2 separate regions of the Mus musculus genome follow, and region 2 is linked to region 1. The links are chromatin contacts, called in public HiChIP or PLAC-seq maps. All regions are on one chromosome and are shown on one strand. The core of a region is the stretch at or near the end of the contact, and the rest is flanking DNA. Distances in the headings are between cores, read along the strand shown.

Region 1 (4,966 bases), core at 1,215-3,714:
CTGTGGGTATTAAATTTATATCACCTAGGTATTATCCTGTGAAGACATTAGTCAGGCAGCCTGAAGTCAAATGGTAGTTTTACCCACAACTCTGTGACCTTAGGAGAGTTACTTCATTCTGTGGTGCCTTGGTTTCATCATCCATTAATAGTGACAATAATGAGATTTTTTCTCAAGTATTTGGGAAGTATTCTATAAGAAAGTACTTGATCTTAGCTATGACTGCCACTGTTCTCAATAATCCCAAATTCACTAGTGGTGCCATCTTATATTTTCATAAAATTCAAGAAATAACTCTTGGGCTGGTGAGATGACTCAGCAGGTAAGAGTACTGACTGCTCTTCTGAAGGGCCTGAGTTCAAATTCGAGCAACCACATGGTGGCTCACAACCACTTGTAATGAGATCTAACGCCCTCTTCTGGGGTGTCTGAAGACAGCTATAGTGTACTTATGGATAATAATAAATCTTTTAAAAAAGAAAAAAGAAATAACTCTATTCTGTAAGAAGTTTAATTCTTAATGCAAACACACACTGCCAAAGTCTATGCTAAACACAGTGCCTTATAAACACTATAGGCAATTAGCAACTTGAGAGATGGGGTCTCTAGCCTTGGAAGCTCTGTGTACCCAAGGATGACCTAGAAGTCATGACCCTCCTGTCTCTACCTTCCAAATACTGGGATTCCATGCATGTGCCTCCATGCTTGCCTGTAACAGAATTTTATGAACTTAAATGTGTCTATGTCCCTGAACTATGGGAGAGCATGCCACACTGTGAAAAATAAAGCTACCAGCATGACAAAGCAGATCACCGGTCTATTTCTGACTAGATCGTTTCCAGATCACTGAATTCCAGTTCTAAAGTCCTTGTAGAAGTCATTGTAGAAATGGCTTTTAGTTTGACTAAAGGTTGTCGGGTGTGTAATCACCTCTGTAAACAGGAGAAAGGACCAGCAATGAGCAGGTAAACTGAGTCCAACCCTTGGGTTTACAGCTCAAGTGAGCCTGGTGCATAACAGGTGCTGGGAAAGGTCTGCACTGCCACAGAAAGGGACACTGCCACCTAGTGAGAACTCAGGCTCATTACCTGGGGTTAGCAATTTTAAGAGGTTGCCAAACAGACTTGACTCTACTTAACATACACAGTCATGTATGTCAGCATTCAGGCTAGGTGCTGATAATAAACAAATAAACAAGCCTACATCTTTGCTTCCTACAAGGTATAAAAATTCCACAAAAATTACATATTCCAGAGAAACTGATACTATAGAGAAAAGTTTTACCATTTGAAACCTAATATAGCAGGTCGTTTGCTAATAAATTTAGAAGGCAAATAAGAGTATAAATTTTGGCTGAGCGATAGTGGTGTATGCCTTTGATCTTAGACAGAGGCAGGTGGATCTTTGAGTTCCAGGGTAGACTGACCTATGGAGTGAGTTCCAAGATAGCCAGGGCTACAAAGAGAAGCCCTGCCTCAAATAAACAAAACAAAACAAAACACAAACAAACAAAACATAAACCAGTTCTCAGTGATTCAACTCCTAGATCCTGTAAAACTGTAAAAACACTTATGTCATAAAACCATAGTGAAAAATTTTAAACAGATATATTCATAGTGTTAATACATAGTGCTGTTAGGTACTAATAATTCTTAAATGTGCAAAAACATCCTAGAGACATAAGTAGACAAACACTGTTTAATAACAGAATATTTATTGCTAACGCCTGGCTTCATGGAGTTAATTCAGCAGAAACCGTTTCTCTGAGATGTACTTTGTTGTGGGAACCCTCGATGCACATTATTTGTGGTACGCGGTGACTAAACTTTGTATTACTAGATGATTAACCCTTTCAAAATCAGACAAATAAAACTGCCTTCTGAAAGTAAAAATTACACTTCTTACAAAAAAAAAGCAAAACTTCAGTAGAACGAGGGACTCAAAGACCACAAGCTGAACATGCGCTCAGCAGGAGAGACCCTTGCTGACTCTCACAGATTCTGCTGGGACGGAAAGACGGCTGATACATTTAGCTACCACTGTGGTCTCGCTTGGAGCTGATTTAACTTACAAAAAAAAAAAAAAAAAGAACTTGCTTCTTTTTCCTTGAATATTTCAGAAGCTATTTTAAAAGTAACTTAGCTGTTCTGTTTCTTTTGAACTTTTTATCATTAAAACTCAGTAAAACCACATGTGAACTTCATTCTGAGAAAACACAGTTTGAGCAAAATATCCATGTGTTAAAAAAATATAGGGCAAAACTGTAATAGGTTAATTAAACATTAAAAATTTTAGTAAAAAACTAATGATTATTTGAACTACTGATTGTAGCCTATATTCAATGAGTAAAACACTCAGAGACTAAAATAACTCTCATTTGTTTTGTACCTATACCACTAAAAAGAGTTGTGCCAGATTTTAGATGTCTTGAAGTTATCTTACTTCTTCCTAAGCTTCCCCTTTTTAAAAATAGGCGACAAAGAGCCTGGGAAATATGGTGAAACATTTTGAGCTTTAAACATTTTTTTTTGGCAAGGTATATGCATTTATCAAAAATTGTTTTAAATGTGTTACATAAAATAAGTAATTCCATATTCTGTTATTCTCATATCATCATTTCTGAGATGCTCACCCAAATCCATGCTCCTGCATCTAAGACAATGTGGCTCTAACGTGCGTTAGCTGTGTGTATTAAATGCAATACAGTTGGCCAGGTATGGCATCCGGGTTAGTGGATAAATGGAAAAGGCTGAGTAACGGTGTAAAGGGAGAAACATCATCTTCTCAACTCCACAGACAAGTGCTTGTGAGCACGGTAAAGTGTGGATTCCTGTACCCTGACTGGCTACTGGTAGATGAGCTTTATAAACACAAGTGTTAATTCTGGGTCTTCTAGTAGAGCGCCTTTCACTTCACAAGGCTCCCTCACAGCCACCGGCTCATTCCTTGGAGCTCTTGATGAAAGGATGGAGGGTCAGAAGGGCAGGGGGCATTAGCCAAGGTCCCTAAAGTGACCACAACAGGAACCTGAGCTCCATGCCACTGTCCAGCTAAAGCCACTTGCTCTTCTGAGTCAGAAAGCCCTTCTAGCAACAGGAAGCTACTGAAGGACAAGACAGAGCGGAACTTAGCTAATCTTTGCAGTGAAAATTTCAAAAGTCTAAAAGAAAGCAAATTATAAACTGAATGAAGATGGTTGTGAAATCTCCTAAGAGTCTGAGGCAATAACTGTGCTTTCTTTTCCTGGAGAATAGTTCCAATTGTACAGTAATGGCCATGATTCTCCTTGTCTATGGGAAAAGTAGGATGGGGCAAACAGTTGTTTCAGGGTACTCATTACAATGAGACAAGACTGGGCGCTGACTGAAGAACTCAGTAACAGATGCAGTAGCAGCCCTGCCAACAGCTGCTAATGAATGGAAATGGCAGGCATTGCCTGGAAACTCTATCACTAGCAACAGCATCTTATAAACTTGGGTATAAGTTGCAGAAACCATTTCTTCTCTATAAGGATCAGTAAGATAAACCTTCTTTTTCTGCATTCTTTAAGACAATTCACTGGAAAAATGCATAATGCACTCTGTACCATGAACAAAACCTTCAGGTTTATGATAGCTCAATTGTCTAATCACATCTATCAGAGCATTAGATAAGCCAACATGTAGTGATTTAATAAATTTAGCTTTGTTATTCCATTGAAGCATTTGTTCATAGCTATATTACTATAACATATACAAATGTATGCCGACATGTGTATAAATAGCATGCATGTATGCTATGCTAGCTTACAAAAATACTGAATCATGTTATGTCATAATCAACTAAAGCAAAGAAACTAATAAAGATCTTATATTTTTATACAACTATATATGAAGGTTATAAAATATTGATTTTTGAGAAAGATTAACAACTAGAAAAGAAAAATACTAATTTCAGAATAGAAAATAAGTATTTAAGAAACAAGATAAACCCCAATTATTCTCAGAATGCATCTTAATTCCTAAAAAAGTAGATCCAAAGTTTTATCATCCTTACGGTAGGCATACGGAATCTTTACAGTTGAGAACATCAGACTCCATTTTCATCACAGTTAAAAATCTATCTATCTCTTATATTAAATTTTCCTAACTAAAATTTACCAAAGCTATTTGCTTAAAAAAAATAAAATCACAGAATATGAAATTAGGTTAAACCAGCTTGCTGTCTTGTAATCCTAAAACTCAGGAGCCAGAAACAAGAGGGCTGCCTTAAGTTCAAGGCTCCCTAAACTTACAAAATACATTCAAAGCTAGCCTGAGCTACAGAGATCCTGTCTCAAAACAAAACAAAAAAGTCAAAACACATAAATAAAAACCTCCAAACCAAACAAATCTCCTAACATACAAATAAGACCCAAATAACAAAACAACTCACTATGCAACTAAAACATTTTTAAAGTTCATATTTTGTGAACCACTTAAATTAAGTTGATACAGTCCTAATTCTATATGGATTTCATTTATTTATTTTGATTCCAACACAGTACAGTCATGTGTTTTCTTTTTCTTTTTTTTTTTTTAAGATTTATTTATTTATTATATGTAAGTACACTGTAGCTGTCCTCAGACACTCCAGAAGAGGGAGTCAGATCTTGTTACAGATGGTTGTGAGCCACCATGTGGTTGCTGGGATTTGAACTCCTGACCTTCGGAAGAGCAGTCAGGTGCTCTTACCCACTGAGCCATCTCACCAGCCCCACATGTTTTCTTTTTAAGACAGGTTTTTATATAGCCTAAGGTAGGTTTCAAACCAACACACAACAGAGGATAATCTAAACTTCTGACACTCCTGTTTCCACTGTGAGCCTAGGTAGTAGGCGTTTACACTAGGTTTACACTAGGCCCACCCTAGCTATGCACCATCATATCCAATTCCTGTGGCGTTGGTAGTCAAAGGCAAGGCTCCACACATGCTAGCTAGGTCAGTA
Region 2 (4,966 bases), core at 1,424-3,923, 330 kb before region 1:
AGTACCTACTTGTATACACACACACACATGCACAAACATGTATACACACAAGCACACTGTACATACATTCATTTATGCATGCAGTAAGTAGATTTCAATGTATGCTTGAGTTCTCATAAACCTTGATACAAAGTAAAAGTTGTAGCCATCAGAGCAGTAACAACTTTTCTTGGTCACTTGGGAAAGAGCTGATACAGTGCTTGAGAAATTATTCCTTACATCACTGTATTTGGGCTTGGGGAGACAGAAGCTGGTACCGTGTTTACTGTAAGGCAGGGCGACCGACCTGGTTTTAATCCTCAGGATCCACATAAGAAGCCAAGCCAGGGAGGGGGAAGGCAGACCCTAGCTCAGCGGTCAGGCAGCCCCTGCATCTGAGTGAGACCATGTTCCAAAACACAAGGTGGGCGAGTAACTCCTGAGATGACACCAAAGACTGACCTTTGGCCTCCATATGTGCATATGCACAGAAAAAAAAAAAAAAAACCAAACTCACATATCTGAACAAAACCACATTTTATTTATTAATACTATTATTGATCTGACCAAAAAGTTTGCTTGTTAGGCCAAAATTATAATAGCCTGAAAACTAAAGCCTTTCCTACATTACAGGAAGAAGTTTAAATCCTCACCCACATCCACCCAGGAAAGCCATCTATACAAGTACACTGCTGCTCTTCAGCACTCTATCGTGGGCGTTTATCTCATTTTCACTCCAGATTTCTCTAAGATCCCCATGAATTTCCTACTTTGAGTACCTAACACTTGACACTCATCTAACATCACGACTACTCTAAGAATTGTGTGTGAGCAGACTGCTTTCAAAACTAAAGCGAGCTTGGGGCTGACAGCACGGAGCTGCAGGATCTGAGGTCTCTGCCAAGCACCTACCACCCACCCGGTAGCTCACAACCATTTCCCTGAGGGGGTAAAAAAAAAATCTCTGTATATGTTTTGAGTATATTAAAGAACATACTTTAGAGTGCTAAAAAATGGGCAAGTAGTGGAAAGTTAGCAGATAATTCATCTAAACTACAAATCTCTGAGTTAGTCAGTTGGGCAAAGCGAGTGCCTCAGTTCACTAAAGGGGATTCTGAGAACCAAGAGCGGTTGCCTCAGCTTGGGCATTTTCCACCTGTGAGATGCTGTGCTCGCAAGATCACAGGGGAGCTTGCTTCTCCCAGAAGCCTGTGAGGCAGATTCCGACCTCTCCAGTAAATGGTACAGAAGCAATGCTAACGCACAGCAAACCGCTCCAGGTACCACCGTTTTCAGGCACTCTGACAGCTGGTGTCATGACTGCCCAAGAAGTGCCACATATCTGTCCCCGCACCTGGCAGCTCACTCACAGGTACAACTTCCATACAAATTAACACTCATCAGTGTGAAATGAAACCCTTTACTAAAGAGCCTCAGCAATGCTATTAGGACTCAAAATTCTATGTAAAATCAGTTTAATAAACATCTTACAACAGCCACCCCTTTCATCTCTCAGCGTCACAACAGAATCATACCTGTCACGAAATAACTGAGACTGCACAACAAACAACTTAAATTCAGGTGTATTTGGTTAAATAAAATCACCAGACACCGCCTCAGTGGGCTACTACAAAGCTCTTCAAGGGGGCTAGAGACATGGGCTCAGGGGTAAAGCACACATACAGCCCTCTCAGGTCTGAGTTCAGGTCCCGGCAGCCTCTTCAGGAAGGTAGCTCACACCTGCCTATAACTCCAATCAGAGGATATGATGTTCTTTCTGGCCTCTATAAGTTGCATTCACACATGTGTGTGCATGCAAGCACACATACATAATTAAAAATACAATCTTAGAAATAAGGTTTTAAGGAAGCTAGCTAGAGTGGCACATGGCTGCAACTGCAGCATTTGTGAGGCAGACGCAGGAGGAGTGAGCAAACATCCCAGGCTTCCCACCCTTTGGGTTTTGAGAGCCCGAGCTCTGACTTTCTCTGTAACCCTGACGCTGGCATACTTCTCTCTGAAGTCTTTCTAGAAAGGAATAGAAGTAGTGAAACCTGGTTTCACTGAATTGATCTCTCCTCTCCCTCCACTGTGTTCCTCACTAAAATATTCAGTAGTAAGTAGCATGTATTCAAAGACTGAAAGACTTATCATTGCCATAGAATGAAATAATTGTATGTAAATATATCTAATTTTAATCCTGATAATTTTAAAAACAAAGTTACTAGGATTAAAAGGAAGTTCTATGTAATATTCAAGTAACTTATATGCTTTAAATAAAAAAGCTTTAAGAATCTAAAGTAAATTATTTTTAAATTAAGCAATTCATGCTTCAATTTTTCCAGTGTAGGTGTATATATGAAGAGACTCTGAGAACATTACGGAGTACTTAAGCTTCTTCACTGAATTCAACCACTTCCTCTGAAAAAACTCCCACATAACAGTAAGCACAAAGCCAATTCATTCTCAGTTATCTTTACAAGATGTATACATTCTTCTTATTGTTTGAATAAAAATACTCAGTAAAGGATCAATTAGTGAAAACTTTCCAAGAAAATACATTTATAATGGAAAATTAGAGAAGTTACTTACTTATGCCTATTTTAACAGCCTAGAAAACCAGAACTGACTGCAGTAAAATGAAATCTATTTTAGTGCATTACTACTGCAAGGTCACATAAACTGAGTAGCAGTCAGACTCTCATCTTAACCCTTCATTGTAAAGTCTTCAGACCAATCACAGGACACTTCCAGGATGCCATGAGAGAGGAGAGAGGCTGCAGCTCCTACCAGCAGCCCATCCCCACCACTCCCTCGCTTCCACTCTGAAGCCTGAGGGATCGAAGCACAAGGAGGAGCAAGGGATCTTAGACAGGAGCTTGGCACTCGTAGGAAATAACTCAGCCATGGTCTAAGGATACTTTTAAACAACACCATCTCCGCAGTCACACCTGGTACAGATACACAACACGGGGTCTGCATGATAAAGCCACTATTGAGACATGATTTTTTGGGGGGAGGGAGGGGGGGACGAGGTCCCTCTCTGTATAGTCCTGGCTTGTCCTGGATGGAACTCACTATAGACCAGGCTAGCTTAGAATTCAGAGATGAGCCTGCCTCTGCTCTCCAGAGTGCTGTGATTAAAGGTGTGAGCCACCCCAGAGGTGACAAGGTGAGCACATCAGAGAACTGACGGGTTGTGCTGACTTAAATCTTCTCTCATACACTCATTTAACAACTCACTCATACGAACTGTATGGGTGACCCATTCTTAGGCTATGTGCATTTTCTACCAGCATGTTTTAACATATATGTTAACAGAGTTATCAAAATTAAGAAAGATAACATTTAATACACTATTTTAGAAATAACACGAATTACTATTAAAGGTAAGAGGTTTAAGCTATGTCTCAAAGAAAGAAAATGAAGTATTTATAAAACTGTGCTGAGCCTGAATCCAGAGTAGAATATAGCAAGGTCAAGAATACAAGACGGCCTGAGTTTGGCCTTGCACACTCCCCGTTACTCTTCAGTGATGCTGTAGAGTATGAACTTCCAGCAGCTGGACGGATGGTTCAGCAGTTAAGTGTGTCTCCTGCTCCTGCATGGACGTGAGTTCTGTTCTGAGGACACACACTGGATAAACCACCTGTAACTTCAGCTCCAGGGGATTTTGATGCCATCTGCTGGCTCCCGTGGAAGCTGTGTTCATGTGTACATACAACCCCACACACATACAGAATTTTTTTTTTTTTTTTTTTTTTTGTTTTTTTTTTTTGGTTTTTTTGAGATAGGGTTTCTCTGTGTAGCCCTGGCTGTCCTGGAACTCACTCTGTAGACCAGGCTGGCCTCGAACTCAGAAATCCGCCTGCCTCTGCCTCCCGAGTGTTGGTATTAAAGGCGTCCACCACCACGCCCGGCTTCAGAATTTAAAATATGAACTAAATATATTTTTTTAAACTAAATGATTTCCCTCTTCCTCAAATAAAAAATATTCAAACGGGGCTGAGACATGGAGATACTCTAAGAAAAATAAAGAAAACTTAACAGCAGACAAAGAATGCAGAATATGAATGAGAAAATACTTTTTGATCTAATTTATTTTCACTTTATGTACATTGGTGATCTGACTGCATGTATTTCTGTGCAAGGGTGTCACATCCCCTGGAACAGGAGTTACAGACAGTTGTGAGCTGACATGTGGGTGCTGGGAATTGAGCCCAAGTCCTCTGGAAGAGCAGCCAGTGCTCTTAATCGCTGAGCTCTCTCTCCAACCACCAGAAAATAATTTTATATTTTAGCATGAACAATAGTAAAGATACTATAGCTAAGAAGAACTTAAAGGATAAAAGATTTTTAGAACTAGAGTAAGGGGGCTGGAGAAATGTCTCAGCAGCTAAAGAACACTTTTTGTTCCTCTAGAGGACCTAGATCTGGTTCCCAGCATCCACATGGTGGCTTGTTCGAGATCTGATGGTTCCCCGACCTCAGCAAGGAACCAGGCACCCCACACATATACAGCCAACGTATTCAAGCATGCAGAAGAAGACAAAATCAACAAGATGGAGAAGGAGGATCAGGAAGAAAGCTCCTGCACAGAGAGGAAGGGTAGAAATAAAATGAAAGTTACAAGAGATACGAATCAGACTGGCTAGCTGTGTTAACTTGAGATACTCCCAGACTCCTCTATTTAACAGACAGGGGGAAAAAAAAAGCCCAGCTAGTGACAGGGCTTTGGAAGGATTTGAAACTTTCACAAGGTACAGCCTCAGTGAAGAAATGCGTCACAGGCTTTTAGAACCTGACCCTTATGCTTTTGGCCTCGTGGATTTTACCCCCACACCATAAGCCCAAATATTCCCCAAGTTGCTTGGAAGGCTCATCACAGCAACAAAGACAGTAACCAATATACTAGTCACACAAGAACAGAAAATAAGAAAGGTACTACAGCAAACAAGGGACTCAATCTGCTATTTGTCATGAAAAT

Evidence for each region. HiChIP or PLAC-seq counts read pairs in DNA pulled down with a chosen protein or histone mark.
Region 2: a BATF HiChIP or PLAC-seq map of CD8 T cells shows a contact between it and region 1, with 8 read pairs. The contact joins two enhancer-like sites. A contact is called at or near these places in 1 of 39 promoter capture datasets (pre-B cells), 1 of 15 datasets of contacts at CTCF or cohesin (large pre-B cells), 3 of 484 Hi-C or Micro-C datasets (CD8 T cells, cerebral cortex and embryonic stem cells), 6 of 115 datasets of contacts at active chromatin or transcription factors (CD8 T cells, T-cell acute lymphoblastic leukemia, acute myeloid leukemia and 2 more) and 1 of 9 other capture datasets (liver).

Annotation. Positions count from the first base shown.
Region 1 is chr10:20,988,944-20,993,909 of GRCm38.p6, reverse strand. All of the region lies in intron 15 of Ahi1 (Abelson helper integration site 1), which reads right to left. Among named protein-coding and RNA genes, the nearest start is that of Ahi1, 39 kb to the right of the region's middle. Within about 2 kb of position 2,464, at least 40 of the 459 cell types and tissues checked have an H3K27ac peak or open chromatin away from gene starts, as enhancers often do. A contact at or near this core is called in CD8 T cells, where this site is marked.
Region 2 is chr10:21,316,633-21,321,598 of GRCm38.p6, reverse strand. All of the region lies in intron 4 of Hbs1l (Hbs1-like (S. cerevisiae)), which reads right to left. 4930455C13Rik (RIKEN cDNA 4930455C13 gene) reads left to right here. Exons shown (of 4, transcript NR_045352.1): 4 at 2,325-2,511. Among named protein-coding and RNA genes, the nearest start is that of 4930455C13Rik, 23 kb to the left of the region's middle. Within about 2 kb of position 2,673, at least 16 of the 459 cell types and tissues checked have an H3K27ac peak or open chromatin away from gene starts, as enhancers often do. A contact at or near this core is called in CD8 T cells, where this site is marked.